Regions from separate parts of the Mus musculus genome. Here all the other regions are linked to region 2. Evidence: chromatin contacts called from public Hi-C and HiChIP or PLAC-seq data. All regions are on one chromosome and are shown on one strand. The core of a region is the stretch at or near the end of the contact, and the rest is flanking DNA. Distances in the headings are between cores, read along the strand shown.

The links. HiChIP or PLAC-seq counts read pairs in DNA pulled down with a chosen protein or histone mark. Hi-C and Micro-C count contacts between places; a contact is called where the count stands out from the background.
Region 1: a RAD21 HiChIP or PLAC-seq map of pro-B cells shows a contact between it and region 2, with 6 times the contacts expected there. The contact joins two enhancer-like sites. A contact is called at or near these places in 1 of 15 datasets of contacts at CTCF or cohesin (pro-B cells), 2 of 484 Hi-C or Micro-C datasets (the HPC-7 cell line and microglia) and 1 of 115 datasets of contacts at active chromatin or transcription factors (large pre-B cells).
Region 3: a contact with region 2 is called in an SMC1A HiChIP or PLAC-seq map of large pre-B cells, with 7 times the contacts expected there. The contact joins two enhancer-like sites. A contact is called at or near these places in 2 of 15 datasets of contacts at CTCF or cohesin (large pre-B cells and pro-B cells), 4 of 484 Hi-C or Micro-C datasets (bone marrow-derived macrophages, cortical neurons, muscle stem cells and 1 more) and 6 of 115 datasets of contacts at active chromatin or transcription factors (bone marrow-derived macrophages, craniofacial prominence, large pre-B cells and 2 more).
Region 4: a Hi-C map of bone marrow-derived macrophages shows a contact between it and region 2, with 20 read pairs. The contact joins two enhancer-like sites. A contact is called at or near these places in 8 of 39 promoter capture datasets (the 3T3-L1 cell line, the HPC-7 cell line, embryonic stem cells and 4 more), 2 of 15 datasets of contacts at CTCF or cohesin (large pre-B cells and pro-B cells), 28 of 484 Hi-C or Micro-C datasets (the AML12 cell line, B cells, the C2C12 cell line and 22 more), 1 of 115 datasets of contacts at active chromatin or transcription factors (differentiating embryonic stem cells) and 2 of 9 other capture datasets (embryonic stem cells and embryonic trunk).

The regions. Positions count from the first base shown.
Region 1 is chr1:177,278,870-177,285,811 of GRCm38.p6, reverse strand. Gm36904 (a long non-coding RNA gene) reads right to left here. Exons shown (of 8, transcript XR_001779550.1): 4 at 6,696-6,855. Among named protein-coding and RNA genes, the nearest start is that of Gm36904, 25 kb to the right of the region's middle. Within about 2 kb of position 3,646, at least 17 of the 459 cell types and tissues checked have an H3K27ac peak or open chromatin away from gene starts, as enhancers often do. A contact at or near this core is called in pro-B cells, where this site is marked.
Region 2 is chr1:177,677,959-177,685,123 of GRCm38.p6, reverse strand. No RefSeq gene overlaps it. Among named protein-coding and RNA genes, the nearest start is that of 2310043L19Rik, 39 kb to the right of the region's middle. Within about 2 kb of position 3,718, at least 45 of the 459 cell types and tissues checked have an H3K27ac peak or open chromatin away from gene starts, as enhancers often do. A contact at or near this core is called in bone marrow-derived macrophages and pro-B cells, where this site is marked.
Region 3 is chr1:177,342,872-177,349,415 of GRCm38.p6, reverse strand. All of the region lies in intron 6 of Gm36904 (a long non-coding RNA gene), which reads right to left. Among named protein-coding and RNA genes, the nearest start is that of Gm36904, 88 kb to the right of the region's middle. Within about 2 kb of position 5,270, at least 23 of the 459 cell types and tissues checked have an H3K27ac peak or open chromatin away from gene starts, as enhancers often do. A contact at or near this core is called in pro-B cells, where this site is marked.
Region 4 is chr1:177,177,174-177,184,683 of GRCm38.p6, reverse strand. The region is part of intron 1 of Akt3 (thymoma viral proto-oncogene 3); the gene reads left to right. Among named protein-coding and RNA genes, the nearest start is that of Akt3, 68 kb to the left of the region's middle. Within about 2 kb of position 4,848, at least 8 of the 459 cell types and tissues checked have an H3K27ac peak or open chromatin away from gene starts, as enhancers often do. A contact at or near this core is called in bone marrow-derived macrophages, where this site is marked.

The sequences.
Region 1 (6,942 bases), core at 2,397-4,896, 400 kb after region 2:
TGGGTTTCTTCCTCTCAGACTTAACCAGTACATGCAGAAGGTAAAAAAATGTTGGGAGGCATAGAGTTGGGTACAAGGAATATATTGGTGGCACAAGGCAAAGTAGGGATGATAAATCTGATAAGCTTCCTATTGGTGTTAGCAAGTTCTTTAATCTCTTATTGAAGGTACTCCTGATGTCTAGAAGGTTGCAAGAGCTAAAGAGAAACCACAGGTACTGGTCATTGGGAGAGTTCCATGCAGCTAGCAATTCCTTAGGGTCAAGCCAGGTCTGGTCTTTGTAGATGTTGCCAAGGGCTGAGGAATTTCAATACTTGCACTTGCCTAGGCCAACAGTTCTCAACCTATGGATTGAGACCTCTTGGGGGTTTAATGGCCCTGTCACAGAGGTCACCTAAGACCTCCATAAAGCACATTACAACTTATAGCAGTAGCAAAATTTCAGTTATGAAGTAGCAACAAAACTAACTTTATGGTTGGAGGTGACCACATATGAGGAACTGTACACATACATACACACACACACACACACACACACACACACACACACACACACATATACATACATACATACATACATACATGAGGGTCATAGCATTAGAGAACCACTGGCCTAGAAGCTGTAATGCCAGCTGCTACTAAGGGCCAAGGACTCCAGATATGTCAGGTCTACATAAGACTGTAACACCTATAAGGGTGCATGCTCTAGGCTTATACAGAGCTGTAATGCCAGCGGATTCTGTCTGGTCTCCAGTCTATGTTGAAAGGCTGAAGAGGCTGGGTTCCAATGCCAGCAAAGGATAATACTGGTAGCAGCAGCAACAGAGTGGATTCACTCACTAGCAGGGAGTGAAGGGAGGCAGGCAAAAGGAGCATTGCTTTCCCTCCAGACCTCTTTTAACTTGTACTGCTGCTGGAAGGTACAGTCCCCCCTGGACAAAGGTCTTGCCCAGATTCAGCTAATCCCTGCAAGTAACCCCACACACCAACACAGAGGCAAGTCTCTTAGTTCATCTCAGATTCAATCAAGTTGGCAAGTCAAGATTAACCACAAGTTTATATAAAACTTATATAAAATTCATAAGTTCAAACAGCAACATCTTATTATTATATAGGATCAATGCATGAATGTTAGTTTCATTTCTGTATGCTAACAACAAATAATTAGAAGGTCAGGTTTATAAAGAAGTTCCATTTAAGATAGCTTAAAACCAATTAAGAATAAAATTAACAAATATATAAGTTCTGAGCATCAAAAACTAAGGATTATTTGAAAAGAGACCACCTTTTAGGGAAACATATTTTAAAAGAGTCCTTGATATAACATCATCATATAGTGGAAAGCTAAAAGGTAAGGTTGGATGCATAACAAATAGAGAGGGTATAGAGAAAGGTGCTAAGCTTATTTTATCAGGAACTCAATTCTATGTGCTAGATATTGAACCTAGGTCCTCATGCCTGTTAGACAATTGCTCTACCTCTGAGCTATGTCCTTATCACTGTTATGTTAGAGATAAAATTCGGAACACATGAGCTTCATACTTTTAAAAAATACAAGCATATGCCATGATCATGAATTGTAAATGTTAATATTTTAAAGATGTTTTTTCTCTGCTAATTGATTTTGAGATTCTGTGCAGTACTGATAAAAATACCAGTGGGGTGTGTTCATTCATGCATGTGTGTTTGTGTGTAAACTGACAAGATGATTCTAAAATCTTTATGGAAATGAAAATAATCCAGAATAGTCAGAATAATTTTAAAGAGTGGCAATGTTTGAAAATTTACAACTACTTGATTTTGAGACTTATTATAAAATTACCATAATCAACACAGTGTGATATGCACATAAATATGGATGGACATCTGAATTATTGAAATTAGAGACTACAGAAATAGATCCATGTTTCTCTCTCTCTCTGTCTCTCTCTCTGTGAGAGAGAGAGACAGAGAGAGAGAGAGACAGAGACAGAGACAGAGTTTTTTGGATGCTGGAATAATTAGATATCTATTAGTGACAAAAAATAAGTTCAATCAATCTTTGCCCTTACACTATATAGAAAAACTAATTCCAAAGTTGGGCTGGCAAACTATCTCAGTAGATTAAGGCATGTAATACCAAAATGGATGACTGAGCCTGAGCCCCTGGCCCCACATAATGGACTGAGCCTGAGCCCCTGGCCCCACATAATGGAAGGAAAGGACTCACTTTCTCAAACTGTCCTCTGACCATCAATGTGCACTTTATGGGCAAGTATATGCCTCTTGTGTGTACCATAAATAAATATAAAAGAAAATTCAATTAAAATGTGCAGATTCACTCTTTTATAGAAAAATACATACATGAAAGAAAGGCTGAAATGGTAATTAGTATACCCATGACCCTGTTCCACAGAGTAGGATAATGGAATCCAAGAAGCACCATGACCTGTCATATACAAGAAAGAACACCAGGGAAAACACTTTCGTCTGAGTCATCAGGGCTAAGTAAGGACCAGGGGACTGGATGTGACTACCAGTAGGTCTCAGAAGAATTGGGATGTGGGTCTTGGGAAGATGTTTAAGTCTTGGTCTCCAGGCTTGAGAACCAGAAGCAATCATAGATGTCCCAAATTGTCACTTTTATCATGGCTGTTTCAAAATACCTGATGAAATCAAATTTATGAAAGGGTTTATTTGAGCTCAAAGATCAAAAGCACAGTCCTTTGGTTTGGAAAAACACAGTGGCAGAAACGTGAGGCTGCTGGTCACAGTCAGGTAGCAGAGAACAATATGGGCCCTCTGGTTTACTTTCCCTTTTTACTAGGTCCACTGCTAGGTGTGACGTCCGCCTCTGTGAACCTAGTGTAGAAACTCCTTCAATGACATCATCAGAAGTTGAGTCCTAGGTGATTCTAGATTTTGTCAAGGTGACAACCAAGCCAGCCATCAAACAGAGTAAGAAAAATAAGAATAACACACAGTCTGTGTCGAAACATTTGGTCTGATGGGACCTATTAAATAGAAGGAAGTCAGTTCACTGATGGTAGGTATGGTCCTTGGAGGGTATTATGGGTGCCTGGTCAGTTGTTTCCTTTTCTCCTTTATGCTTCCTGAGCTCCTTAAGGTAAGCAAGCCTTCTCTATCATGTGGAGTTTCTTCACCTTTTAGATTCTACCAGGCCTTCATGGGGCTAGATGACAACCACTTACCGTGGTGGGAATCGCTATCTAGGCTATCTAGTCATTGTACTGAATAAGCCCTGGTGATATTCCCACAGATTCACCTAGAAATCGTGGTTTACCTGCTACCTGGGCATTTGTCAGCCCAGTCAAGTTGACATATAAAATGAATCCTTAAAATTATATAAATAATAGTATTTTCTTGGTTTTTATGAATGACAAGATAGCATAACTACATGTTTTGCCAAAATTTCACACAGGGAAGCTGAGATCAGTCACAAATTCCAATTCTTAAAAAAATCTTTCATTAACTCTGCTTTCTTATATATTTATTTACAGACTTGTCTAGAAGACAAAGTAAGAGTCTTGAGTGCTCTCTTACAATACAAATACAAATACAAATACAAAAAAATGAGGTTCATGAGTAAGTGACCTCAGAAAACATCTCATTTCCTGTTTTCTGTTATTCAACATTGAATAGTGGTTTCCTTTGAGTTTAAAACCTTTCCATTTTGGAGGGAAACTTCTTAAGAGACAGGATGTGAAAAGGGAAGTGAAATAAAAGGATATTTTAGGACAGGATGTTTATAAGGGAGATTTTAAAAATCAAAAACCAACCCAAAACAACAACAACAACAACAACAATAACACCTTCTAAGGAGAGATGAAATATTCCATCCTGCAGGGAATCTCATTAATTGAGAAAGTAAATAACTCAAAATAGCTTCCGGAAGTCCCTGAAACCGAGCATAATTAACTAGGCCTGTCTTTCTTCAAGAGTATAAAAACAGTAAAAAGAATGCTGAAAGTCACCCTGAGACTAGTCCAGCCACTTGAAAGAAGCACAAACAAAATGAATCCCTTTGAAGAAACAAAGACCAATTGAGCTGCCTAAAAGAAGCTCAGATCAATTGGGCCACTGGGAAGAGGTACAGTGAATTATTGTTACATATAAACTACAGTGCAGTACATCAGTATTCTTTACTTCCATCTGCCTGAAACTTCACCTGATCATTCGCTGTTTCCCTACTCAGATGGGAGGGTATCCCGGGACTTGGAAGCCCAGGCACCGCTCATCTCTGAAAGGAAGCCTCCTCAGCATTGGCGGTATAGCTCTCAGGGGAGGGTATCCCCAGCTGAGGAGCTCCGGAGCCTCAGCCCTGACCCACTTCGTTTTTTTCCTTCTTCTTTTCATTGTTTCTTGGCTTCTTCCAATGAGAAAGTCACACCAGGCAGAAAAATCTCGTGAAAGATTTATTGGAGGGTTCAGGGTATAGAAGGACGAACCCAGGGTGGCTGCCTCTGCTCCCCCTGAGTGGACAGCAGGGAATTGAACAAAGGACAGGGCTTATATAGGATTTCTTAGTAGGCGGAGCTTTCAGGACAGAGATTTCCCAAAGTGAGGATTGGTGGGATTTCAAGTCCTGAGTTCTGGGAGCTCAGGGATTCATGGATTTTCCTGTTCTGGGGTTGGCAGGGTTTGTGGGACGCTCAGGGATTGGTGGGTTTTCCTGCTCATGGACTGGTGCTTTTTGCACCACTTCCCCCCCTGTATCAGGCCCATGAGTTGGGATGGGAAGATCGTCCCAGCTGAGGCACCATTGCTGCTGAGCTGCTAGGGGAGCTTGGAGAGGTGTCACTGTTGGGCAGCTCCTGTGGGACAGCTCCTATGGTATTTTACCAAAGCCTTAAGCTGAGGAGGGAAAGGAGATGCAACCACTGTGTACAGCTCCTGTGACAGCTGCAGGCTGAGGTGGGAAATACAGTGGTTTTGAGAGGTGTGGCCATTTTGACAGCTCAGGCAGCATAACTACACTCTCTCTTCTGGTAACCACCATTCTATCCTCAGTTTCCACGAGATGAACTTTCTAAGGTTCCACATAGGAGTGAGGTTGTGCAGGACTTGCTTTCTGCTTGGCAGTACTTAGTGATGCTGTAATATTCTATTATGTATGTATGTCACATTGCCACTCACTCGCTGATGGATATTTATACTGTTACACATTTTGGCTATTGTGAATGAGTCTTTTACTCTTTATATCATATGTTCTTATCATGGCAGCCAATATTCTAGCCCCTATGATATGAGTAAAAAAAATCATTAAATATGCAATTAATAATTTCCCCTCAGAAAAAGTACTACCTCTCCATTCTATACCAGTGGAACTGAGGAACTGGAAGGAGTTACTCATCATATGGCAAAATAATATAAAATAAAATTCACTAATAAGACAAATATAACAATTTATCTGTAAATTGTTATACTCATAAATATGTATATACATATGTGCTGCAGAATTACTGTACTCAAAATGGAATTTAGCAAATTTTATCATGAAGTTCTGAATATATTTGTAAGAATTATTAATTAACCTTGAAAATGACACATTCTCCTGCTATGAAATACAAAGTAATAGCATAAGTTCTAGTTTGTAGTAAAGGTAGGTTTCCACATGAGGAAACTTGAACAAAGTCAAATATATATATATATATATGTATATATATATATATATATATATATATACATACATACATACACACACACACACACACACACACACACACAAAGCTAACATTTCTAATTTAGGTATTTATCCCAGAGGAATATTTGTGTACTAAGTGACATTCAAGTATGCTCATAGAAGCATCTTTATAACTACCCCACAATGACAGCAACTTAAATAGCTATCCAAATGGAATAGGTTTTCTTTTCTTCCTTTTTGGCTTTAACATCTATCTATCTATCTATCTATCTATCTATCTATCTATCTATCTATCTATCTATCTTTGTGTGTGTGTCGGGGGTATTCTATGCCACATATATGAAGGTCGGAGGACAGTTTGTAGGGACTGATTCTCTTCTTCTACCATGTGGAGTCTGGAAGCTGAGCTCAGGTGGCAAGTACCTTATCCCTTTGAACCAATCTGCAAGCACAGTTTTCCCTTTTAGATGTGACATAGTCATACATGGGATAGTAAATGGCAACGGTTTTGTATCTTGAATGTTCCCCAAGTCCTGTGTGCCTGTATCAAAGGCCTGGTCCCCAGCCTACCGTGCTATTGGCATACAGGTGGACTCTTTTTTAGGTTAGGAGGATAGGTCATTTCCTAAAAGGGAATTATGAACTCTAGTCTGTTACCCTTTCTGTTTTGCTTCCAGGATCCCATGCAGTGAGTGTAACCATAGAGTCTGTCACTGGTCTAACTCACCAGAGACTAAAATCTACCAAAACATGAGCCATCATGAAGCCTTCATTCCTTAAATGTTTACCATCTCAGGTATTTTGCCACAGACAGACACATTTAATATTGAGAAAAGAAGCCAGACTTTAAAAACATATACAGCATGTTTCCAGCTGTATGAGTTTTGTTTTCAAATGGGTAGCACCAGCGTCTGATGTTAGTAGTTATAACTGTGGTTGCCGTTAGGATGAGAGATGCAGGCAGGGCATGTGTGTGTGCAAGGGATCCTGCTGCTCCGTGTTTTGACCTAGGTGATGATTTCATGAATAGCCCTGCTTTTTCATAACTCACCGAGGACTCGCACTAATTATGCTTCTGTCCAACTAAAAGTGGAATGGTTTGCTTTAACTCAGCCTCAGGTGTGGTCTTGGGCCTTCTTGCTTTGAGCCTGTGTAGCAGCATAGTTTATCATCACGGTAAGAATGGGTGGGAGAGATCTTCTCACCTCGTACTAGACATGAAGCAAGAGAAAGAAAGGAAAGAGGCTGGGATGGAGATGATGTTCTAATATCCCCTGCAAACACACACTTCAGTGTCC
Region 2 (7,165 bases), core at 2,469-4,968:
TGGCCACAAGATGTCAGGTTAATCTCGGTCTTTGAGAAACTGGCTTCATTGGGGCACCAGTAGTAAGGTCCTCTTTTGCTGAAGAAGACAAATGAAAGCTATGAATAAATAATAACAATAATAATAATAATAATAATAATAATAATAATAATAATAATAATAAACAACTAAGGAATAAAGGAAAAACAAAACAAAAGCCCTTAGGTGGCTACATAGGTTAAATAGCAACTTTTCTCTCTTTCTGTTTTGAATCAAGCAACTGAAAGTTCAGATAAGCCTGTGTGTCACTTCTGTTTGCTCTTGGAGGCAGGAGGTCAGGACTTGGGCCAGCCCCTTAGCGAACATTATTCATCTGTCCAGCTCTGGAACAAATGTGAAGAAATGAAGTCGCTTCAGTGAGGGGAGACAGTGTTGTTATTGTTGCTGGTGATGGTTCTATTTGCCAGCAAGCATAAAAACATACTTTGGAATCCAAACAGGCTTGTCAGAGGGAACTTTTGTTCCATGTTTGGGCTGGGATGCTTCCAGGGCAAAATCAGGCGGGCATTTGAACCTCAGGAGGCCAGGAGAGAGCTGCACACAGCAGCCACTGATGGAAAAGGCCAGCCATCAGCTGCAGTTTCATCTGGGTGTTATTTGACTGCAGTCTATGCAGCTTGGGCTGCCAACTGGGGTCACTTCTCTGAATGAGTACTAAGGGGAGGAGGGGGGAGCAGGGCTCTGTAGTCCAGGACGGAGGACTCGTCGGCCACAAACGGGGATAAACAAGCTTAGAAGCTTGAGCTTTTGGAAAGCCGCTCCTCACTTTAGGGCTTTGGAGAGAGAAAGTGGTCCTGATTCTGCAGGATTTATCTGCTGTCGGGTCTCAATTACCCCAAGATCTCTGGCAATGCCTATGGGATCCCTTTGCTACGTGGATTAACTGCCCTGGGGACAAAGCCATCTTTGCTGTGTGTGGTGAGAGTTTAGGGTAGAGAAACTCGTGGTAACGCTAGTCTCAAGAAGCCTAAATTGAGAAAGCCTCTGCCTTTCTCCGCTACTGTTACATAATTTGAGCTGACGGTCCCATCCGCAGCTGTCCCGCTGCCTCCTCCCTCTGCAGATGGGAGAAGCTCGCTGGGTGGACAGGCTTACACTAATCTATCTATTTGGAAGGCAAGATGGTGATAAATTACGACCATGGTGAATATCACTAAGACGCGGTAGAGCCAACAGTACTCTGAATTTTCAGTTCTTCCTCACAACCCTGCTGGACTACCTAGGGCATCACTGAATGTTTTATTTCACCTTGAGATCCTGAGATAAGATAGGCTCTTACTCCAGAGCCCAAAATGTCCCGGTCTGAAGTGGCAAGCTCCCCACAGGAGGAGCCCGTGAATTTCAATAAATGGAGGAGCCTCTTATTTTGTAAATAAAGTAACAGCTCAAGGAAATGAAGTGATTGCGCCAATTATACACCTAATTGGTGGCAGATTAGGGACCGGAGCACAGCCCATTACTTCTGCTTCCTATCCCACTTCTGCTGTCTTGAATTTGAAAATACCTTTCACTTTATTTTAACTTAATTAGTTAATGGACTATTGCTTGGCTGGGACTGGAACTCAGGTAGGCAGATGCTCTACCACGAAGCTGCATCCCTAGTTGGTCTTATTTACTTAAAAACATGCCTTAAGTTAGCCTTCAGTTTTGTTTTTATAGTCAGGCCAGAGGCCGCCACCCAGAGCTGTCTCTGCTTCTAACCTCCAGGTTCCTTCTCATCTCAACCACAACTACCAGGCCTTGTAAACCTTACTGACTCTCAAGCTGAAAGGATAATTTTCAGCATTTAACCTCAATTCGGGCCTTTAGGATGGAATGGGTTTCACAGCATGGCCTGGGGATGTTTTCTAGAAAGAGCCAGATAGTCAATATTTGGGGTTTTGAAAGCCATACCTTACATAACAATTTGAGATGAAAATGTCTTTGTCATAACTACTCAGATTTGAGTTCCCAGCATGAAAACAGCCAAAATACACAAGGCTCCTGTCTATGATCGCAGCACTTGAAAGGGTGAAGTCTGGGAGGACCGTGACTCCAAGATCAGCCAGGGCTACACAGTGAGTTCAAGACCAGTGTGAACTATATGACACCTGGAGTCAACAAAACAACAAATAACCGAAAAAAAAAATAGCCATATAGTATACTAGGTAAATGAGCACGGCTTCTTGAGAATCAATTTAGTCTCTGGGACAAAATCTTCTACTTTTACAATAACGAAACCCAATTTTGAGTTTCTATTCTTCAGCATATTATGGTCTAAGCTCTGTCTTTGTGTTTTGTTTGACCTGAGTGTATGAGATGGTGTCTCAGCTTGGGCTACTGTAAGGCAGGACTGGGTGCCTCAAACACCAGACATTTTTCACAGTTCCAGAGGGTGGGAAGTCCAAGGTCAAGGCACTGGGCGATCCAGTGCCTGGTGAAGATCTTGCCTGGGTTTTTAAAGGTGGCTGGTTAATAATTATGGACCCACATGGTGTGCGTGTGCATGTGTGTGTGTGTGTGTGCACGTGCGTGTGTGTTTAATCTTCCCTCTCCCCATCCTCATTTGTTTTTGAAGACAGTATCTGCTTGTGTAGCTCAGGCTAGCCTTAAACTCCCTTTATAGCTCAGACTGCCTTGGAACTTACTGTGTAGCTCAGTCTAACTTGAAACACACAATACTTACACCTCGGCTTCTCAAATTCCTGCTAGAATCACAGGCATGAGCTGCCATGGATTCAACATTTGTGTTTCTTATAAAAGAATATTAACTCCATTCGAGAGGGTGCCCCCTTTCATGGCCTGCTCTAACCTTAAAATCTCCCCAAAGTTCCTCATGTGACATATTTTCACTTGGAGGACCAGGGCTTCAGTGTGAACGTGGGATGCAGGAGAGTTGCCCAGGTCCCCTTCACAGCAGATGGTACAGGTAGCAAAGTTTGAAGATGGAAACAAACAAACAAACAAACAAACAAACAAACAAACAAACGATGGGAAGAGTCGGGGGGAGATTAGAACCTGAGACCTTTCTCCACTGTCTAGGGTATGTCAAACTCCAATGTGTAAGGCCTTGGACCACAGCATCTTTTTAAAATCCTCACAGCATCTAGGAGATAGAGCACTACAGTCAAAAACATGCTCAGGTCTTGTTAGCAGCTGGGCTGTCTCTAGTCCAGCGCTACTGTCTGTGCTTTCCCCAGCCTGGCAATGGCTTTTAAGGAATCTGTACGCAGGCGGGCATAGGGTGGAATGCTGAATCCCACTCCCTCAGTCGCTGCCTACTAAAAGGTTGTTGAATGAGTACTTGAAGGGATAAGAATTTGTGCGTTCATCTAATGCTCTCTTTAAAATTAACTATCCAGAGGGGCTAGGAATTAGGTTGGTTGTGGAGGGCTCCTCTAGCAACACAGAATAGAAGAGAAACTTCCAACCCCTGTCTTAAGTGAGCATGTGGCCCAGATTGAATTATTAGGTGTAGGGCTCCCCCTATTCCTCCAGACATCAGGAATCCCAGAGGCAGTGTGGGCATCTTCACCAGCTCAAAGGGACTTCGAGCCTCCCCATAGCGGGCGTGGTCTGCTGCAAGTGGGCGTGGCCCGTCTTTGGGAGGAGCCTGAAGAGTTCCCTCTCTGGGAGGTGTGGAGTGACTGCGGGTTTGGAGAAGTCCCACTTTCTCGAGGGAGGAAGCATTGGACTGTCCCGAGGGCCTTTCAGTTAGAGGAACCTGAGACTACAGTGGGCTCTCCTTAGTGAAGTCATTAGCTAAAACTGTGTGCAGGCCATGCTTCCCGGATGATCAGGATGCCTCTTGGGTGTGGAAACCTGGCCACTCTGCGCTGCGACTTCTCCTTTTTCAGGCAGAGCTCAGTTCACCCTCACAGAGGGATCTGGGTGAAAATTTCTACGGGGTTGGAAGTCGCAGTGTACGCAATACACTAGAGACTCCGCTCATCCTCTCCTTCTCCCCCCCCCCCCCCCCCAACCTGGTAGTGATGGAGACGGTTTTAGGTTGTATGTGTGCAAGGGTGGAGGTGGATGAGCACATGACTATCTTCCTGGTGCTTGCTTTTATGCCTGGAAACTGAGGCCAGGAAGTGACTTTTTTAAATACATGCTCCATTTCGAAGAGTCTTAGGGGCTGGAGGGCTGGGACCTGGAGTTTTGTTTTTACAATATAAAGGCTTCAAGCCCTTGCTGCACCTGTTTCTGAGTTATACCGGTTTTTTGTTTACCTTTTAATTTAACTATATGTTTATGTATACAGATCTCTTAATGTTGTTGATTACAGAAAAACTTTGTGTTATGATTGTTTTAAACTCCTTTAATGCTTATACAGATTTTCCTTTCTCATGTAGGGGTTTGGCATCCATGCATTATTTTTAATGTTTTTCTTCTTTTTAAAAATATTTACCAGGGACTGGAGAGATGGCTCAGCAGTTAAGATCACTGACTGCTCTTCCAGAGGTCCTGAGTTCAATTCCCAGCAACCTCATGGTGGCTCACAACCCTCTTTTTTGTCCTCTTCTGGTGTGTCTTCAGCTATAGTTTACTCATATACATAAAATACATCTTTAAAGAATTACTAGGTTGGAAAGTAAGAGCAGCAGAGTGCTTGCTCCTCACTTGGGGGTACCCAAGTTCAATCTGCAATGTCACCATAACAGAAGGTCTAGACATGTATGTATGTATGTATGTATTGCATGGTGCACAGGCCAGCAGACAACCCTTGGAGTCTATTCTTTTCTTCCACATGGAGTTTCCAGGGAAGCAGCTGATGATATCAGGCTTGGTAGCAGGCATGGTTAGCTGTGGAATCATCTCACTAGCCCAAAGTCTTCTTCTTTACATTCAAACTTAAACTATTTTTGCTTCGAAAATTCTAAGTTAACGGACACCCATTTTAAACACTTGGTCAGCAGGTCTAATATGTATTTAAGTGTGTGTGTGTGTGTGTGTGTGTGTGTGTGTGTGTGTGTGTGTGTGCGTGTGATGAGATGTTTAAATGCTATGCTGACCCTAATTCCATTCCCTTTCCCAGAGTCAACTGTTGTTAGGAATTGATATATGAATAGTTATTCTCTGAATTGTGGCATGTCTGTGAACACATGTACATGTATGTAGCAGTTTTATGATTGCTATATAGTACCCACCACTTAGGTTGTTTTTTTTTTTTTTTATAGGACTTTAGCTCTTGGTGATCTCTTCATTGCAGTGTTCATAGCTTCATGGCACTCTTCTTAATTGTGTCATATTGGATATGTTCCAGGTGGATATGTTGTCCTTCACTTACAACGGGATGACATAGTGATGAGCCAACTGAGAGCTGCAGAGGCATTTAACACATGCCTCACCTTTGGCCTACCGCAGCTTACTCAGCTGCATGGTGAATGTACTGTGCCCTGGAAGATCTCCGAGGTTCACCTTTAGGATCGTGAGGCTGACCAGGACCTGGACCTCCCTGTTGAAGGCCAAGCACTGGAGGACAGTGCCATACCACAGGCATTGAAACCAGGAAAAGATCCAAGAGCAACTGTACACCGCTTCTGTATCACCACAACATGTAAAAAACAAAATTCCCAGTTCTAATCCACTGTAAGTCAAGGATGGTGTGTGCTGTAGCTGACACTTGACTTTCTTCTAAATTTTGTTGATGCTGCAAGATAAGAATTCAGTGACTTCCTGTCTCCAAATGGCCATTTACCCAGTAGTGGCCCTTTCCCAGGTGTAGAGGTGGGCACGTTTTCTTTTACAGCCTTTTTTCTAAGTTGGCACAGCTGACCATACAGTTTAGAAAAAAGAAGAGCAAAATTGATATGTCTTCTCCAATCCAAGAAGAATTTCCCATGTGCACCCCATTGTAATCCCACAATATCTCTGGGACATGGAGAGTATTTTTCTCCTGTTTCACACCTGAGTAGGTGAGTGGGAAGTGAGAGGTCACAGATCTGCCCGGGCTCCACAGCTAAGAATCAAGTCTGGGTTTTGCCTGCATCATGACTAAGAAAGGAGAGACCTGTCTGCCTTCCGACCAACAGCTCTTTCCTCTCCCCCTTCCTTTCACCCAACAGTTGCTTATTGAGGACCGACTATGAGACAGCTGTTGTGTGAGGGCTTGTGGTAAGGAAATCTTATAAGCTTTAGAAGGCATTGCTCTCAGCTTGAGCCTTGTCCGAATCTATGAGGTACATTTAAGCTCAGAGTCTGCCAAAAAGACTCATTGGTTTAACCAAGAAGATGAGCTCACCAAAGAATCTGTTTCCTTGGTCAGGTTTTTGTTTTTGTTGTTATTTGTTTGTTTGTTTTTGTTGTTGTTGTTTTTTAATATCAAGAATTTGCTTGATGTTCGGCTTTTGAGAACATCATAGAATCCTAGCCCTTGAAAGGAGTCTGTATACATAGTCTTTTGATCGGTCTGGCTTCTTAGACAGGGAAGTGACACATTTTTTAGAGAATGACTGAATAGTCTTTCTCTTCCCCTATTATTGTGATAGATTGGAAACAGCAAATGTTTATGATCACAGAGTCTTGGTGGGTCAAGACACCCAGAGTGGAGCTGTCCATCTGAGAATCTGGCTGCTGGCAGGTGACATCAATTCCTGATGACCTGGGTCCCTACCCGGGGCAGTTTACAACATGGGGGCTGACTTCATTCACAGCAAGCAGGCAATGCTGAGTCAGGAAAGCCTTATTAGCCTTTTGGTATTCCCTGGGAAGTGAGGTTCCATCACCTCTGCTGAAGGAGATGGGGCCACCGAGAGTCATCCTTGAGGCTTTCGGACAATATAGTAGGAGCTCTGCTCCTTACCTGGAGTGTAGAGAAGGCAGGTAACTTAGGGGAGCTAACTTGAGAGGAAGGGGAAGTGTTGGAGGACAAGGCTGATAGCCTGAGCACAATGCCTCTGTGCATGCTGCCTTGTGGTGAGAATGAGAGGACAGACTTAGTGAAATGGGAGGATTGGGAGGACTGGGTCATGGAGATGGAATCTCCCACCAAGGGCGGCCATCTTAGCCTTTTCCTTCTCATTGCTGTTATTGTAGACTATGGCTGGATTAAAAGCTATCATTACTTAATTGCTGCAGTGCCTTTCCCTTGTCTTTTTTTTTTTTAAAGATTTATTTATTTATTATATGTTAAGTACACTGTAGC
Region 3 (6,544 bases), core at 4,021-6,520, 340 kb after region 2:
CTGCCTACCTTCAAAGGACCCATTCATCAGTACCATAGGCCAGAGACCAGGCAACTAGGCAGGAGCCTTCTCGGAGGGATACTTCCAGTCGATAGTTGTCCCTCCCTGGAGCCCTTACCAGGAGGCAGCTGTGGCAGGTACCCTAACTCAGGACAGGATAACATCTGTAGACAACTGTGGCAATTGTTCAGCAGGGATTCACCCCGACACCCCTGCCAACTGTACCTAGAAGGAAAATTTTCAGCAAGCTTTGCATTTAATGTAGAAAAATGTGTGTGTGGGCGTGCATGCATGCATGCGTGGGCTCATGGGTGTACGGCCACGGCCTGCATCGGGAAGTCGGAGCTAACTGTCCCCTTCTGCTGTAAGATCTGGAGATCGAATCAGGTCATCGGGTTTGTGTGATTGGCACTTTCACCCACTGAGCCATCTCGCCAGTCCAGAATAAAGGATGTCTTAGGAGCTCTGTACTGCGGGCAGAATGTTGCAACCCAAGGAAATCAGCACCTCTGAGGGCGGTGAGGGAGGGAAATGACAAACACAGACCGGCTCTCAGCTTCGACTTCATCTTATGTTGTTACGCTTGTATTTTTGGCACCCACTGATCAATGGAGAAGACGCACAGTGATAAAAAGCTGTCATGAATTCAGTCATGCTTTTAAATAGAGCCTTCTCTAATTAAATTAGATACAGAAGCATCTACATACACACATTTTCAAAACATAATGAGAATACTTATATAAAGCATTCTACATTGGGTTCCCGAGACAAGGCTTGGTGGGATGTCTGAATTCCTTGCAACACGCCATTCCTGGCTAGGTGCCGACAGCCCTCGTGGTTTAACCATTGGCTTGAGATACTGTACCAAAGGGCCTTTCAGGCAGGATGCAAAAAGCCATCAATATGGTGGCAAACCCAGGCATACCCTCAGTCGGGTACACATGAGTGAGCCCCACGAGGCCAGTCCAACAGAACTCACCACAGTGGTGTGAAGAAATCCATCCAGCAGGCTGGGGCTCAGGGCAGGATAGGGCTTAGTTGACACTATTAAAGAAAGAGGTGGCAGAACAGGCCAGTGGCCTTGGTGGATGAGAGGCACAGGTATAGCTCAGGATGTAGTGGCTGGAGGGCATGCAAGAAGTCAGGAGTCATAGGACAACAAAGGACAGTTGGTCCTGAAAGGTTAGCAGACATGGCACTGTGTTGCATGTTGAGTCTATAGAAGTCTTGACATCCTTCATTCAATACTGCTGAAGTCTACAGTCATCTTTTCATCATCAGGACTGATTCTAGGACCTGGGGCTAGACATTAGAGAAAGCTGAGAAAACAGAACATTGGCCAGAAAGATGCTGACGGGGGCCTTTGCAAGTAAACAAGTTCTTCCAACCAGCCTAGGAGAACGGCAGAACATTCCAGTTCTTAAAGCAGAAGTGGAGGTGGAGCAGGGCAGAGATGGAGATAGAGACCAGCAGTGAAGATCACTTCTTTTCCAGAAGATCAGAGTTCTGTTCCCAGCACCCACATTGGGCAGTTCACAACAGCCTCTAACTCCAGCTTTAGAAAGATCTGACGCCTCTGGTACCCTTGTACACCTATCCAATACTTGCACTCATGTGTGTGCACATGTGTGCAAGCAAACACACACAAGTTAAAGCACATTTAAAAATTAAAAAGAAAACAGTATCACAGGAAGTCAGCACAGACTCCTCAAACTCCTGAGAACTTAAGTTATAGGGTAGGGGTGAAGATGGGGCCGGGGAAAGAACTTTCCAAGTCTCCCCTCTTTGTGTACTCCACTTGCAAAATGAATTCGGGGGTGGGGGTGGGGGGGGTGGGGCGGTAAGACATTAATACTTGGGGCCTCACTTCCCAAAAAAGAAACTGAGAGTGGAACAGCTTTCTGGGCAGAATCTTTGTGGGCTCTCTTGATTCAAATCCTTATTGTAATTCAGGAGCCAAAAGCTTTTCCACACCGCCCCCACAACTCAGCCCGAAGCTGCCTCTCCAGACTGGAGGAGCACTCCTAGAAGCAGCCCCTCCCCAGACCCAGCAGAAAAGCTGTGAAACTTTTGTCTGTGCTTCAGAAACAGGATGATTAATGTGAAAATGGCAATGCTTTAAAAAAGGATCCCTGAGAACCAGGACATTATCTAACTACACTTCTCCAAAATGCTCTCCACAAACCTCAAAGAATTCCCCCACCAAACACACCCACTGGAGCAGCGGAGGACCAGGGCAGTGCAGTATAACGGAATGCAGACACACAATGACAATGTTTAAAATTGTAAAAAGTTCCTACAGTAATGGCCTAGAGTGGAAACAAAGCCTTGTACCAGGGAAAGAACTCCGCCCTGAGATTAGCCTTCCTGCAAGGTAATATATAAAACCTTCAGAACAAAGAGGAAAGGCAAGACCCAGGAGCACAGCAAGCATGTGGGTCACTCTAAGGGTGGCGCATCTTGCCAACTTTCCTCTGAGAAAGACAGACTCTTGGCAGCAGCGGATTTTGGTTAATTCAAGGGGAGAATTTCCAGGTGAAGTCGTTAATCTTCCTTCAGGTCTAGGCTAGCCCCAAATAGTCCTTCCGGGTAGCAATGGTTCCTACTGGAGCTGAAGTTTCCACCTAGCTCATGCCTCAGGCATGCAAGTCAGATCTGAGAGCTTCCTCGTGTTTCTTCCGTCCTGGCCATTCTCAGTGTGAAGAAGAATTTCCACAGGCGCTGTGCTGGTTTCCTCCCCCACTTTGCCCCTTCCTTCCACAACATGGGCCAAGTTCAACACAGGTTGTTAATCCCACAGGTCACCAGGCCCTGATAAGCAGAAATAACAGCATGTCATCTACTCTTTACTGCATGTGGCTTTGTGCCAATGGTCCCTGGGATGGAGTGGCCCATCCCTCCTTTCTTCTTCCCAATGGAATCCTGCTCAACCTCTTCCTCCATTAAACCAGGTGACACATGGGAAATCGAGAGGTGGGAAGGTGGAGTGAGGAATCCTGGAGAAGAGGAATCAGAACTCTAATTGTATTATACTAGAAGGCTGCTTGACTCAGGTCTTCCTGGTGTGTGCAATAATAGATGCAATTATTTCATAAAGCCACTTTGAATTGAGTGTTGTTACTCACAGCCAAAACCATCCTGACTGATATAGTTTATCTCTATTCTCTCCCTCTTCCTCGGTTTACCCTTCCCCTCCTTTTCTCATCTTCCTTCTCTCTTCATCTCCCCCAATCCCTTCCTTCTTTCCTTCCTTCCTTCCTTCCTTCCTTCCTTCCTTCCTTCCTTCCTTCCTTCCTATCTAACTCTGCTCTTTATTCCAGTCACATGACCTCTTTACCCTCACTCGCCTTTGGTGCTTACATGTTTAAAGGAAGAGCTAGACTAGAATAATCTGTAAGATCCTTTCAGATTTCACCTATGGAAGACTGTAGAATTTAGAGCATGTCTACTGAAAAGACCAGTGTCTCACTGAGGATACATGCCACCCAATTGAGCCCGAACACATTCAAGCCAAAAGCAGAGAATTGCCAAGGCATAGAAAAGATGCCTGGAAAGGCTGTGGAGCAAGCTCCTGCTAACAGCAGCCTTCAAGTCAATGAGCACAGGAAATCAATGAGGTGAAAGTTGTGCTCCCCTCACCCCGAGAATGAACAGGGTGAAAATAAACTGACCACAAAATTGTAAGTTCCCTTTTACACTTGGCCAAATATACAGTAGATAACCCATCACTCTGTGTGCCTGCTAGATCTGTTGACCTGGAGGAGACAGGGAGGAGCTTTGACAGCCTGTGCTCACGGAGAAAGGAGAGTGGAAAATGCTAGAACAACCAGAGGGACGGAATGCTGCTGTACGAGTCCAGCGGCTCTGACTGTCTGTCTTAGAGATATTTCTACTGGTGCCTATCACGAGAACATCTTCATAAGTCCACAATGTACTTTGGCCACACTGCCCTCCTCCCCAGTCCATCATTTTTCCCCTTCCATATTCATGCAGATCTTTTGCTTATTTGAGTCTCCAGTTACTGTGTGCTGTAGTCACCAAACCTTGGCTCAATTCAGAGTAGTTTTGCTCCAGTAAATCAAAGACCTTCCTGTTAGCAAGGTTGGGAGTGTAGCTCAGTGGTAGGGGACATGCATAGTATAACCAAGGCCCTGGGTTCGATCTCCAGTAGAAAAATGAGGCTGGGGGGGGGGAGAACTGTTTGTGCAAGCTTTCTGTCTCTGCACAACTACTGCCACCAAGAAGATGAAGATGCAGTTTAAGTATTTATTATTATTATTATTATTATTATTATTATTATTATTATAGGTGAGTACATGTAGGTAGGTCAGGTGACAACTAGCAGGAGTCAGCTCCTTCTACTATGTGAGCATCAACCTCATGTTGATGCAGTGGTATCTTTAACTACTAAGTCACCTTGCCAGTCCCTGACTGACTGATTGATGATTGATTGACTGACTGGTTGACTGAGTTCCACTGTGTTGTCAGGATAGCCTCAAATTCCTGGTTTGAAAATTCCCTTACCTTAGCCTCCAGAGATGCTGGGATGATAGGCCTGCCCCTCCATTCTTTGCTGAAGCACTTGAGCATAGGCAATGGAGTGGCTGTCAACTCATGGATGAGAACAGTGAGTTCTTGGTCCTGAGAACCTAGGAACAAGCATGCCCTTCTACGCCTTAAGTAGCAATGGACGTGAGAGCTTGGGAGCAGAGCTGCTGAGGCCCACATTAGGAGAGGAAAGAATGCTTCTTAACTTTGACCCTACAGAGCCCAGTGCCATAGAGCAAGACCCTGCCGTAAAACCAAAGCCACGTTGAATTGATACATTCAGTAAAAAGGCTTCTGAAAGAAGATGCTTCATAGACACAAGGACTGGAAACCAAACAAACATAGGGACAGATGGGAACTGGGACTGGAAATTATAATAGGATGGGGTCCAGGGTAGCAGCAAAATTTGTGTACTAGTAGTTGTCAACTCTAAGTGACCATGGAATTATGTGGAGAAATTTAAAAATGTCAACCATGACGTTTCAACTCCACTTCAGTAAAGTTATATTCAGCTGTCTTGTGGTGGAGCTTAAGTTTTGAATCTGTGGGAGGGGAAAGAATGGTCCAAACCAGCCCTTACTGCTGGAATTCCCTAAAGGCCCACACACACGCACGCACATGCACGTGTTAAAGGACTGGTTCTCTGCTTGCAGTATTGGGAGGTACAGCTAGTAGGAAGTCTTCTGCTCATGGGGTGTGCCCTTGAAAGACATAACGGTTCAGAGGTTAAGAGCACCTGCTGCTCCTGCAGAGGAACTGAGTTTATTCTCAGCACTCTCACCAGACAGCTCACTACCACCTGTAACTCTAGTCCTAGGGGATCTGACTCCATCTTCTGGATCTGAGAATAGCCATATGCACATGCAAATATGCAAACAAGCACACATATACATAAGTTTTAAAAATAGCATATTTTATTTCCCTAATTTATTAAGATCATAAGTTTTAAGGACAGTGACTAAACTCATGCCTGCATGCTTGGAAAGAAAGAAAGAAAGAAAGAAAGAAAGAAAGAAAGAAAGAAAGAAAGAAAGAAAGAAAGAAAAGAGAGAGAGAAAGAAAGGAAGGAAGGAAGAAAGAAAGAAAGAAAGAAAGAAAAGAGAGAGAGAGAAAGAAAGGAAGGAAGAAAGAAAGAAAGAAAAGAGAGAGAGAGAAAGAAAGGAAGGAAGGAAGGAAGAAAGAAAGAAAGAAAGAAAGAAAGAAAGAAAGAAAGAAAGAAAGAAAGAGAGAGAGAGAGAAAGAGAGAAAGAGAGAAAGAAAGACACAGAAATGCTTTTCCTCAGAACTTTATAAAAGCCCGTGTGTGATGGACACACAGCTTACTCTCACTGCTGTACAGAGGCAGGAAATCAGAGCTGGCAGGGTGTAGAAACTGAAGGCGACTCTTCCAAACATAAATTTTGCAAGAAAAACCAAGGGATACAGAAAGGTGATTAAAGACTCCACCACCCAATAGCCTAGAAGAGCTGCCAATGAGCCCCAAATGTATGAGTCCCACCGCCAGGCTCCAGCCACGAGTGTGCAGCCTGCACAGAACCTGATTCTCATCAGCAGTTCATCACACACCATGTGCTGGGCACAGGGCCAAGGAGTCGCATGTGCATTTTTCATTTAAGTTAATAATCTCTGTAAACCTGCGTAGCAGACTTTTCTTCCTCTTACACGCAGGCCCTTCCCACCTTTAACCTTTTATTTTCTCATCTTCTCTCCTAGAAAATTCTTCCTTTAAGCCTCAGCACAGACATCCCCACTTCCAAAAGAGTCATGCAGAGAATCACTTATTTCAGGGCTCACAAGTATTCTGAAGACTGTACAAGACCTTTATACTTTAAGAAGATATTGTGTTTTATGTAGGTGATATTTACTAATATTTCCATATAAGGAATGCAAAACAAATGAACGTGCCCCTCCATTTAAGATAACAATAAATATTCCATTGTGAAGCGACATATTCTTATGATAAAAAAGACCATATTTGTCCAGAAGATGACTTAAG
Region 4 (7,510 bases), core at 3,599-6,098, 500 kb after region 2:
GAGTTTTTACCTCTTCTTCAATAGTAGGGTTTTACTATCAGTTTGTAGATAGCAACCAATAGTCTTGTCAGTAGCCTGGGTTGTTTAGGGTTTCCCATGGGACCATTTTGACAACACCTTGATTAGATGTAACCTATTACTGGGTTTGGTAGCTTCATTTGTTGATAGTAGATGCCCTGTTAGGGCTCTGTCTCCCCCATTATTTGATTGGCGAGTCCATTCAGATAACATTTGTATATGTATATATTTTAGGAAGCTTCTAATATATTAGGTTGCCATACACTCACTCTCTCAAATGGTTCTTAGTTTTAGCTGTTCCTTCCTATATTCCCTCCTTTTTACCCTGACTTACCTTCCACTTCAGTTTGATGCTCTCACTCCAGTCCCAGTGTCTTCCATCTACAACTATCCTATTTTCCTTCCTAGGGTGATCTTGTTCTACCCCAAATCCTTTAACCTATACCTAACAACCTAGCTGCTTATCAAAGATAGAACAGCTTGTATCCATATATAAGCAAATATATGTCATATTTGTTTTTCATAATTTATTTTCTTAGGAACTGATGTGCTTCACACTTTTCAGAACTAAATAACTGTTGACAAATAACACAAGTATTAAGAGTCAAGTTGTAGACGGTTGGTACACTGCTTCCTAAGCATACATAAGGCCCTCCATTCCATCCTATGTGCTATCATCTCCTTGTAGGATAGGGGTGGGAGGCATGAAATTTAAAACTTCCTGCTATATGCAAAAGAACATCCTTTTGAGGAATTTTTTAAAAAATTTATTAAATATTTTCTTCATTTACATTTCAAATGCTATCCCAAAAGTTTCCTATACCCTCTCCCTGCCCTGCTCCCCTACCCACTCACTCCCACTTCTTGGCCCTGGCATTCCCCTGTACTGGGGCGTGTAAAGTTTGCAAGACCAAGGGACCTCTCTTCCCAATGATGGCCAACTAGGCCATCTTCTGCTACATATGCAGCTAGAGACACGAGCTCTGGGGGTACTGGTTAGTTCATATTGTTGTTCCACCTATAGGGTTGCAGACCCCTTCAGCTCCTTGGGTACTTTCTCTAGCTCCTCCATTGGGGGCCCTATGTTCCATCCAATAGATGACTGTGAGCATCCACTTCTGTATTTGCCAGGCACTGGCATAGCCTCACAAGAGACAGCTATATCAGGGTCCTTTCAGCAAAATCTTGCTGATATATGCAATAGTGTCTGCATTTGGCTGATTATGGGATGGACCCCTGGGTGGGGCAGTCTCTGGATGGTCCATCCTTTCGTCCTTTGAGGAATTTATAAAGGCACACTTTGTGCTGGGCATTGGTGGCATACAGCTTTAATCCCAGGACTTGGGAGGCAGAGGCAGGTGGATTTCTGAGTTCGAGGGCAGCCTGCTCTACAGAGTGAGTTCCAGGACAGCCAGGGCGACACAGAGAAACCCTGTCCTGAAAAACCAAAAATAAAATAAAATAAAATAAAATAAAATAAAATAAAATAAAGGCACACTTTTGTTTAAGCAAGGGTAGTGAGTACCTTATTATAAATGATGTATTTTGAATTTTTTTGTTTTAAGGTGGTGTAGTTCAGGATTGCCTAGATCCCAATATTATCCTGCCTTAGCATTTTAGGAGCTGGAATTGCAGGTGCATGGTTCATTGATACTGTCTTTTTAAACCTACATTCACCTTATGACTAATAAAATTGAGCATGTTTTCATTCATTTAGTACTTCCTTGGTGTGTTGACAATTGTATGACAATTGAAATAAACATGAACAATCTTGGGCTGGGTGTGTAGCACTGTGATAGTATGTTACACACACACACACACACACACACACACACACACACACACACTTACACACACACACACACACACACACACACACACATTCACGCATGCGTGGACACACATACTCACACCTTTCTCATGATCAGAAAGAAGATTTTAAATAAAGGCCCATTGGACTTGCAAAATATGCCCCAGTACAGGGGAACGCCAGGGCCAAAAAGGGGGAGTGGGTGGGTAGAGAAGTGGGGGGGTGGGTATGGGGGACTTTTGGGATAGCATTGGGAAATGTAAATGAGGAAAATACCTAATAAAAATAAAGATATTATCTAAACCATTTGACATATCTTCTAGAGCTATATTTGATGAATTCTGAAATATTTTTTATACTTTTTATTTTTAATTTTTGTATTTTATTTATTTATTTACATTCCAGATTTTAACCCCCCCCCCCTCCAGTCCACCCTCCAAGTGTTCCACCATCTCATATCTCCTCCCCAATGCCTTGTCTCCTCGAGGATGCCCTCACCCAACCAGATCTCTAAACTCCCTGGGGCCTCCAGTCTTTTGAGAGTTAGGTGCTTCTTCTCTGATTGAACCCAGACTCTGCAGTCCTCTGCTGGATATGTGTTGGGTGACCTCATATCATCTGGTGAATACTGCCTGTTTTGTGGTCCAGTATCTGAGAGATCTCAGGGGTCCAGGTTAATTGAGACTGCTGGTCCTCCTACAGGGTCCCCTCCTCCTCAGCTTCTTACAGCCATAGGGGTCTGTAGCTTCTGTCCATTGGTCTGCTGCAAATATCAGACTCAGCTGTTTGTTGGGTTCTTTGGAGGGCAGTCGTGATAGGTCTCTCTTTGTGAACGCTTCATAGCCTCAGTAATAGTGTCAGGCCTTGGACCTCCCCTTGAGCTGGATCCCACTTTGGGCCTGTCTCTGGACCTTCTTTTCCTCAGGCTCCTCTGCATTTCCATCCCTGCAGTTCTTTCAGACAGGAACAATTATGGGTCAGAGTTTTGACTGTGGGATAGCAACCCCCTCCCTCACTTGATGTACTGTCTTCCTGCTGGAGGTGGACTCTATAAGTTCCCTCTCCCTACTGTTTGACATTTCATCTAAGGTCCCTCCCTTTGAGTCCTGAGAGTCTCTCATCTCCCAGGTCTCTTGCATTCTGGAGGGTCCTCCCAACCTCCTACCTCCTGAAGTTGCCTGTTTCCATTCTTTCTGCTGGCCCTCAGGGCTTCAGTCCTTTTCTCTCCCTCCCTCCTCCTTGTGATTGTTTTCTTCCCCCTCCCATTTGGGACTGAGGTGTCCTGACTTGGGCCCTTCAGCTATTTGACCTTTGTGAGTTCTGTGGACTATATATTAGGTGTTCTGTACTTCTTTTTTCTCTCTTCTTTCTTTCTTTCTTTCTTTCTTTCTTTCTTTCTTTCTTTCTTTCTTCCTTTTTTTCTAATATCTACTTATTAGTGAGTACATATGATGCGTGTCCTTTTGGGTCTGAGTTACCTCAGTCAGGATGATATTTTCTAGTTCCATCTATTAGCCTGCAAAGCTCAGGATGTTCACGTTCTTCATAGCTGAGTACTATTCCGCTGTGTAAATGAACCACCTTTTCTGTATCCATTCTTCTGTCATGGGACATCTGGGTTGTTTCCAGCTTCTGGCTATCACAAACAAGGTCGCTGTGAACATAGTGGAACATGTGCCCATGTGGCATGGTGGGACATCTGTTGGGTATATTCCTAAGAGTGGTATAGCTGGATCTTCAGGTAGATCTATTTCCATTTTTCGAGGAACTTCCAGATTGATTTCCAGAGTGGTTGTGCAAGTTTGCAATCTCACCAGCAATGGAGGAGAATTCCTCTTTTTTCCACATCCTCACCAACATGTGTTGTCACCTGAGGGTTTAATCTTAGCCATTCTGAATGCAGCTATTCTTTATATTTCAAACAGTATTAATGTCAATGACCTTATGTGCTACTAAGATTAGGTATTCATATGTGATTTGAAGAAAAGCTAACAATGTATTTTAAACAAATGACAACTCTTTTCCTACTAGAAAAAAATAGACATTGTAGATCATGTTTTAAAAGATGATGTGCCTAACTAATTTATTGGTTCTGGTCAATTTCAAACGTATGTCTTAACAGTTTCAGATTTCCTTGGGCAGCATTGTTGACCTATGTTTCTGGTGTAAAAGCTCACATTCCCATTTGCTCTTATCTTTTCTAGCTTCTTATGTAATGGAGCATGAATGGTAGCACTAGCTTCTGATCAAGGGCTGTGTGAATACACATATCGTGTGGCACTTGGCAGCATTTAAAGCTGGTGTACCTTCTCCCTGACATCTTGCACAGTGAACTTGTTAGTATTCCAGCAGTCATGACTAAGTGACCTACTATAGTTTCATTTCTTTAAAGGATCTATGATATATTTTTGAAAGGATACCCTAGAGCCCTTAAAATTATGTTGTGCCCATGATTTCTTGTGATTAGAGTCCTTAAGGGGTAGGGTTTGAAGAATATCCTTAGGAGGAGGAGTAGATCTGTGAAAATAAGAAAAAGGTCAGCAGTTTGATTGCTATATTAGCTAAAGAGAAATATCCAATATGTATCTGATTATTAAAGATTATATTTAGTCTTTATGAAATCTCATAGTTTTCATAACTAATGTAGTTTTAACTGTGAATTTGCCTTTTAATTATTCTTGGTTTAGAAGATTATCAGTTTCAGTGAGGCATGTGACGTAGACTTCAGAGGATTATTAAGTAACAATAATTTACCAAATTGTGTTGGTAAATATTTTTTGAACATTGAGACCGAGAGTTCAGCCCAATTGACATGAAAGATACTTAAGAAAGGGAAGTTCCTTTTATTTTACAATTTCTCTTTTTAGTACTTTTTCTAAAATATTAGTGTTTAAAAATTTAATTTGTGTTTTTTCTTGTCTTAATTTTGTTCTAGAAAGAAATGACAGAACCTAAAATAAACTGAGTTAGTAATAAAGTAAGAAGTAGCTTATGTTGCATCATAGCTGCTACTTCCCTTATACTAAGGCATTTAACCAACTGTAGTAGAAAACATTGAAATGTGAGATTGTTAGCATTTAAAACGGTGACTGAATAGGGCAAAATTGGTTAAGAAGTTGAAATAAACATGAATATATGATGAGTACGGGGGATACTGGCTGTGGGTGATTTGCAAAGCCCCAAAAATTATTGATGAAAGTAATATGCAGCACCTTCATTTTCTGTCTATTGTACGAATTGGTTGGTTGGGTTATTAACTTCCCTGTCATTATTAACAAGTGGTTATTTACTTGTAAGTTTTTCTTGTTGTTGGTTTTTTGCTTGTTTGTTTCTGTTTTGAGTTAAGGGCTGACTAGGCAGCCCAGGCTGGCCTGAAACTCAAGATCTTGTTTCCTCATAATGCTCAGTACAGGTATGTGCCACCATGCCCAGTTTGAGTCTTATTTTTAGGGAAAAATAATTGAAGTATATGTCATAGAATTATCACTATTTAAAAAAATCAGAGAATTTTAATGTAAGAAAAAAGAATGTATTTTAGTAAATATTAAATTCATGCTTGTGTAAATGGTTGATCCGGTACATTTGCATAATATTGGTTCATTTGTTTTGAGGGAAAGATACAGAAACATAAAAGAAACAAATATTGGTTTCAAAGACTAACAACACTTCTACAAGTATGCAAGTTTATGTTATACAGTAGACCAACATGAAATACTAAGTCTCTGAAGAACTAAGCTGGAGTTTATCGTGCTCGTTCTCTTTAGGACTATTAGAAACATGTAGTTAGATATGTGATAAAGTTAACATTATTGATAGAAATTTCTCTGATGAAGAGATAAGATTTGCTTTAAGAACACATTTTTAGAGCTGGAACAGGCATTTGACTGAGACGGTTTCTCTTGAATTTTGTATCTTAGAACTTAACATTAAACATGCACAGAGGGCATTCATAGAAGTATTGGGGTTCCCGAAAGATTGCTGGCCTTCTAAAAGACTATTAAGTACAATATGAAGAGTAAAGATGGAGCTCAGAAGGCATTTGCCCTCTCTTTGCTCTGCATGCCTGAAAAAGCATATAGTCTAGAACCCTATATGGTTTATATTTGCTTCCATACTTACCTACCATCAAGTTTAACTATGAAATTTAGAATAGTAAAAGAGTAGTGACGGTAACGAAAACTAGACCATTTCTAATAATGTACAGTGGTATGTAAACATGGTGTCTTTCCCATAAAATACCCACTTAAAGTGTCTATCAATGTTCCTGTGATAATGGGATGCGTCTGATGAGATAAATTTAAAGTAAAATGACTATTAGAGAAATTACAAGCATTAGGCTATTGAAGGATTACTTGAATACAGGTACTCTGATACCACAGCAATGTAACTACCAACTGAGACAGCTACCAAGTATCTGATGGGTCTATAGTGTGAATACAATGGGGAAAGAAAAGGACGGTTCATATCCTGGGTTTCTGAAGCAGATGGTGGAAGATTTCATCATGCTAATCAGAACAGAACAAAATTTATCAACTCTTTATTTCTTTTTGATATGCCAGACTGTTACTGACCATGGGCCACTGAAACTGCATGGAACGTGAAACCATGTGTAAGGGCATCAGCTGTACTTCAATAACAGTTAAATTGGAGGTTTTAGTGTGAGAGCCAAGTCACCTGTTGAATTGCAGAATTAGGCAGTCTCTCCAGCACATTTCAGGCTATTCGAGCAGGGTAATAGAATAGAGTACAAAGATTGGTAATTACCTTTGCAAATAATATGGTTTTTAAATGAAATTGCAGCTACTCGTCTCTCTGACTGCTGTGCAAGAAAATAGCCATGGACAGTATGCAGAGTAAAGGTGTGTCTGTGTTCCAGTAAGACTTTACCTAGAAAGAAGTTTCCAGGTTCTAGCAGTTTACTGTGCCCTTCATACTGGAGGAATGGCAATTTTTTTCCTACAATTCATTCCTTTCAAAAGGAAGAAAAGACTTTCATATCAAGATATTTTTTTCCAAATTTATTCCCCAGAATTAGAATGAGTAAAGGCATAGGAATCTGGAATGAAACGACTCTTCTTATGTAGAGTAGGGAGAGAGCTTTCCTTAGTAGTTACTGAGGAAGTTTCTCTGATCATCATCAAGAGCACGGATTATGCTCTTCCTGTGGCCTGTAGGAGTAGGAGCATAATGCTATTTTTGTACTGAACATTTCAACTTTGAGTTTCAATGCTGTGGTAATTTGGCAGTTTCCCTTGTGTGTAGTTTATTTTTAGTTAAGTGATAGTAAAACATATAGTGAACTTTTAGGAAGAAATTACAAGAAGGAAAAATTGAACCTCCAAACTCTAAAGCAGAGTTAAAGCATAGTAAACAAATCCATAGAAGTTGAATTGACATTGGGCATGTCAACAAGAGACAGATTAATTCTCAGTGACAATGCTTCTCTTCCTGGTACTTGTGGTCACATGTTCAGCACACTAAAAGAAGCTGAGATCATTTGTAAGATTGATTCAGTTATGAGTACCTAGAGAATGCTTTTCCCCACTCTCATAAAAGCATGGATGTGGTACTGAGCAAGAATAACATAGTTCCTGACCTTCCAAAGAGATAACTAGTATGTTATCTATCTAAGAGAGTGGTTTCTAAACTAAGAGCTAAAGAATGAGCTGGCTCTGGCCTGTT